2 separate regions of the Sus scrofa genome follow, and region 2 is linked to region 1. A link is a contact called in public Hi-C data. All regions are on one chromosome and are shown on one strand. Each heading gives the region's core, a stretch centred on a gene start, on an enhancer-like site or on the middle of the called end of the contact. The rest is flanking DNA. Distances are from core to core; before and after follow the strand shown. Region 1 holds the start of BBS5 (Bardet-Biedl syndrome 5 protein). Region 2 holds the start of SSB (lupus La protein).

Region 1 (2,799 bases), core at 217-2,716:
AGGTCCCAGGCCTCTGGGGAATCTTGGCGACTCACTGTGCGGACACATCGAAGCGGACATCCCGGTCCTCCCAAAGCGCGTCCAACACCGACATGATGTCCGCAGAGGTGGAGGCCGAGCGGCGTCTCGCCGGTACCAAGGCAACGGAGCCACCTCGGTCACGACGTCTACGGGGGGTGCCGAGGCCCAAAATTCCTCCAGGTAGTCTGCGCGCTTTCCGGCCCTAGTCGACTGGTAAAGCCGATTTGAGGCTTTCGGCAAGATTGTGCGACTCAGGGAAGCGTAGCTGGCCAGCTCTCAGGAGCGGGTGCTTGACTTATGAGCGACCTTCCTCGCCTCCTGGCACGCCTCCTTATGCTGCCCCACTCATTCCCTACATCTCTCCTTGCTGCTAAGATTTAGACTTAAAACTAAATTCCTCAACTGGCCCAGCCCACCTTTTGGAGTCCTCGCGCCTTTTGCCCACTCTCCACCCCGGCTGGACTCAGAGGCCTCTTTCTCTGTCTGGAACTCTTGTTTCTCCAGATCTCTGCATGGCGGTCCTTTATCACTCAAGTCTCCCCTCAGAAGTGAACTGAAGCGGTCGTTAAGCTTTCTTCTACTAAGTGCCCCGAGGACGGGGCCTGCTGGAGCTAGTTCCCTTCGAGCAGAGCCCAGCACAGAGTAGGCACTCAATGAGTACTTTTTGAATGAATCAAAGTGCCGTCCTTTCCTCAGCTTGGGACACTTTAAACCAGTGGTTCCAGGTGTGATCCGAGAATTCCAGGAGGTCCTCAAGATCCTTGCAGGGTGCTGACAAGGTCACAGTGTATTCATAATAACATTATTTGCCTTTTTAACTCTCAATCTTTGCATATACAATACAGAGGAGTTTTTCAGAGGCCATATGATGTGGAATTGATTGTGGAAGAGAAATGAGAAGACAGCTGTCTTAACAGTAAGCTGGACATTAGAAAGATTTGCAAAAATGTAAAGCAATCTTACTCTCCTCACAGATTTTTTGAAAAATATGTGAAAATATAACATGTTCATTTATAGTGAGGTTATTTTTACTTTTTAATGAATTCGGTGAATTTTTAAATAGCTCAATAGATATCAGTAGGTATAGCCTATATAAACAAAAGCTCTTTCAGCATGAAGGGGTCCTGAGATAAAAAGCTTGATAATTGCAGCTTTAATTTCTCTGGTGCTCCTGTGTATCAGTCTCTGTGCCAAAGATGGGATACTACTAATATGAAAGGCATGAGGAGTTTTTCTCAGGTTGAAGAGTGTAACTGAGACAAAGGAACATGTGGTGGACACATACTAAAGTGGCCCCCAGTGAGTCATGCCCTTGTATAGTCCCCTGCCCTTGGATGTGAGCAGAACCTGTGACTTGCATCTAGCCAATAATATATAAAAAGGATGATGGGATGTAAAAGTGATGGAATATCCTTCCCTCCTTTATACTATGTTATAGAAGACTGGATCTCAGCTGACTGAGCAAGAGAGACTCTCTTGTTTTCCTTGAAGAAGCCAGCTGCTGTGAGACCTCCTTTACTCCAGTGGCCTCATGTTGTATAGGTGCAAGGACCTGAAATCTGCCAACAACCTGAATGAGGTTGGAACCAGATCTTTTCCCCATTAAAACTTCTGATGAAGCTTTAGCCCCAGGAAATATCTGGATTGCAGCCAGTTTGTATCCCTAAGCAAAAAACCCAGGTAAGTCATGCTTGGATTTCTGATCTATAGAAACGCAGATAAAAAATGTCTGTTGTTTTAAGATGTGGTCATTTGTTAAATACTGCAATAGAAAACTAAGATGAGCATTCCTGCTGTGGTGCAACTGGATAGGCAGTGTCTTTGGAGCGCTTGGATGCAGGTTTGATCCTTAGCTGGGATCAAAGGTCCTGGCCTTGCCCCGTTTATGACTTGGATCTGATCCCTGGCCAGAGAAGTCCATATGCTGCAATATGACAAAAAAAAAAAAAAAGAAATAAAAAAAATCTAAGACAGATATTGGTATCAGGAGTGTTGTGCTACTTTAACAAACGGCAGAGGTTATTAAATCCAGCAAAATTCTACTGGTAGGAAGCAGGCTGATAAAGTTACCTGCAAACATATACTACATTTCATGAAAAAGGAAAGATGGGGAGTTCACACTGTGCCTCATTGGTAATGAACCCTACTAGTATCAATGAGGATGCAGGTTCAATCCCTGGCCTCGCTCAGTGGGTTAAAGATCTAGTATTACCTTAAGCTGCAGCATAAGTCACAGATGCGACTCAGATCCAGTCTTGCCATGGCTGTGGTGTGGGCTTCAGCTGCAGCTCTGATTTGACCCCTAGCCCATGAACTTCCATATGTTGCAGGTGCAACCCGAAAAAGGGAAAAAAAAAAAAAAAAAGAAAGAAAGAAAGAAAAGAAAAAGGAAAGATGATTCTGAGGAAAGAAGCAAGAGCCTAGAGGGCATAGCTAAGAGCCATGAAAGATTAATTCCCAGATCTTAAAATTTAATAAAAGTCCAACATTTGCCAGAATGGATGTCAGAATTTTTATATGCCAGTGACTCATTTGTACCTTCCATTTCCCCACTTTTTAACTGGAATGTCTCTAATGTTGTCCTGTGTCTGTCCCACCATTGAATGATGGGAATGTTGGGATCATCAGTCTCTTTAGTTTCACAGGTCATCAAGGGGCATCGTGCTTCAAGGAACTGCTCTTAATACAGTCAGGAGCCTCATTTGCTCAGATATAAATGATTTAGATGATGAAATCTTGGCGTCTGAGCTGATGCTATAATGTGATGAGAGGGGAACC
Region 2 (2,799 bases), core at 161-2,660, 240 kb before region 1:
AAAAACTTATGAACAAGATTATACATCAAAACTTTAAGATAAAAAGAATTCAAACATCACAGTCACGATTAGATTAAATGGTGATTTGAGAGCCTGGGGACACTAATACAACATTAAACTAGGAGTATGCCTATTAATTTTCTAATATATTGGTTAATCTTACAGCCAGTTTCCTGTTTCACATCCCCGACAATAACACTGCAGGAAAAAAAAAATCCCGGACAATACCAACTGTGAAGTTGGTTTGCTAGGAATAACAAAGTCTTCTGACTTCAAATTACTTGCTTCTAGTGCTCTACCAAACCATCGAAATACAATGTTCAATAGTGTATTTATAAGGATTCATCAAGGATATCTGCCATTGATCAACTCTAACGATGAACTGTGACTGGTACACTTCTTGGAAGCATCATTTTATATACTATAATTGCTATGCAACAACCTGGATGCACAATGGAAAATCTCATACGGTGCAACATTTCTTTACAAAATATGATCAATCTTATGAACTGGTTTGTCGACCACAATTTCTAAGCTATTACCGTGATGTAGGGCCCCCTACAAAGAAAAGGGTGAGATAAAAGAACTATTTAGTCCTCGTAAGACTTCTTGGGCCTACCCAATTTTGGAACTTCGTTTCATGAGATACCTTCCCAGAATGTACAACTAAAAGTGTAACATTTACCCACACTTTCCAATTTCCCCCCGAAGCCTTTTTGTGAGTCAATGAGAACCATAAAAATCCAAGAGGGACGCCAGGGGAACGCCTGCGGCCCCTATTCCTCGGCCTCCAGTCTGTATCACATGATCCAAAAAACCCGTCGGCGTTTAACCCACGCCAACCTTCCCACAAACTTACACAGTCGAACATCTGCTTTCGGCGACACAGGAAAGCGGTGGAGGTACGAAACCTTAAAGATGCAGTGGGGGAGGCGGGCAGCCCGCGTCCAAAGAACGCGCGAGCGCCGCGTCCCAAAGCAACCATTGGATCGCCTGGGCCCCAGTCAAGTGCGGGAAACCTCCCCCTGCTCCTACGAGGAACGAACCTCGCGATGGCCTGCGCACCTCCCCCCGCCGCCCCGCCACCAGCTCAGCGCGCCGCCTCCGGCTGCGGCCCACGCGGCGCTCGCCCCGAACGCGAGGAAGGCGAGGGGCGGACGCACCCAGCGTGAGGCAGCAAGGAAAGGGAACGCGCCGTCGCGCGCCACGCAAAGCAGACCCTTTTGTACCTTCATCTCTTAGCTACCGGGAGTTGCTCACCTTTAAGTTCCCGGTCCCACACAGCCGCGCCACAGGGTCACTAACAGCGACAGCAACGTCCGGACTTCCCAACGCCGCCAAATGCCCGACGCGCGTAAAGAAGATGGGGGCCGTCCCGGCAGCCCTTGCGGCCAGAGTGGGCGGGGCTTCGGGCGTGCCGGAGCCGGTTCCGCGCTCTGAGCATGCGCCTGGGCCTCGGGCCCGAGGCCACAGGAGTCCCACCCACCGTTCGAGGAGATTGGGTTAGGAAGTCCCGCCGGATATTGAAGGGTGTTAGGATAAATGTTTCTTTTTACGTATTTCTGGATGGCATTTGTATTTCCAGCCCTTCATTAGGCTCTCTGTTTTCTAAAATGTTTGTTTTTTTCCCCTAGAAGCTATCCTTTTAAAAATTATTTAAATTTTCAGTGATTTTTCTCCCTTAAAAAAAAAAAGACAAATTTTTTAAAAAAGGAAAGACGGAGTTTTAGAGTTGAGATAACAATAGAGAGTTCAAGAGCTGGAATTCTGAAATCACACTGCCTGTATTCAAATAAAGGCTCTTCAGTTTACAGACTGTGACCTTGGGCACTTTACTCAACTTCTCTATCCCTCACATGTAAAATGGAGCAAATAATAAATATCACGTATCTCATACAGTTGTGAGCATTAAATGTGATAAAGCATATATACCTTGCCAGGAACTGTGCCTGACATATAGTAAGAGAAGCAGCATATATTAATTTAAAACAAACAGGAGTTCCCGTTGTGGCTCAATGGTTTAAGAACCCGACAAGTATCCATGAGGATGTGGATTAGAGGATCTGGTGTTCCCCGAAGCTGGAGTGTAGGTCGCACACCCGATTGACCCAGCGTTACTGTGGCTGTGACTGATTGGACCCCTAGCCTGGGAACTTCCATATGCAGCAGGTGTGGCCTTAAAAAGGGGGGGCGGGGGGACAAAACTTGTCATTTTAGTAGTTCCCATCATGGCTCAGTGGAAATGATTCTGACTAGTATCCATGAGGATGCAGATTCCATCCTGGCCTCGCTCAGTGAAGTTAAGGATGCAGTGTTGAGGAGAACTGTGGTGTAGGTCACAGATGTGCTTCTATATGGCATTGCTGTGGCTGTGGCATAGGCCAGTGGCTACAGCTCCCATTCGACCCCTAGCCTGGGAACCTCCATATGCTGCGAGTGTGGCCCTAAAGACAAAAAAAAAAAAAAAAAAAAAAAGTCATTTTAGATGACCAAAATGCTATCTAGTTCGGAAATCTGTTGCCTCTACTAAAGACTTTTCCTATTAGTACATTTTTTGCACAATAATTTTAGTTTAAATGTTCCTTTTTGTTGGAGTTCCCTCTGTGGCACAACAGGATGAATGTGCCATCCTCCTCCTCCTCCCCTCTCCCTCCATCCATGCGCAGGGATGACGGTTCCCTCCCAGGAGGGCAGTGGGTTAAGGATCCTGTGTTGCTGCAACTGTTGTGTAGGTCACAATTCTAGCTTGGATTGGATCCCTGGCAGGGAACTCCATATGTCCCAGGGACTGCCACAAAA

Evidence for each region. Hi-C and Micro-C count contacts between places; a contact is called where the count stands out from the background.
Region 2: a contact with region 1 is called in a Hi-C map of embryonic fibroblasts, with 1.6 times the contacts expected there. The contact joins the promoter of SSB here to the promoter of BBS5 in region 1. A contact is called at or near these places in 2 of 5 promoter capture datasets (liver and skeletal muscle) and 2 of 47 Hi-C or Micro-C datasets (embryonic fibroblasts and heart right ventricle).

The regions. Positions count from the first base shown.
Region 1 is chr15:75,849,527-75,852,325 of Sscrofa11.1, reverse strand. It overlaps BBS5 (Bardet-Biedl syndrome 5 protein), which reads right to left and starts at 1,466. Exons shown (of 11, transcript XM_005671912.3): 1 at 36-1,466. The coding sequence starts at 94. LOC110257198 (a long non-coding RNA gene) reads left to right here and starts at 47. Exons shown (of 2, transcript XR_002339480.1): 1 at 47-201; 2 at 1,460-1,972.
Region 2 is chr15:76,087,198-76,089,996 of Sscrofa11.1, reverse strand. SSB (lupus La protein) reads right to left here and starts at 1,410. Exons shown (of 12, transcript XM_001924998.6): 1 at 1,261-1,410.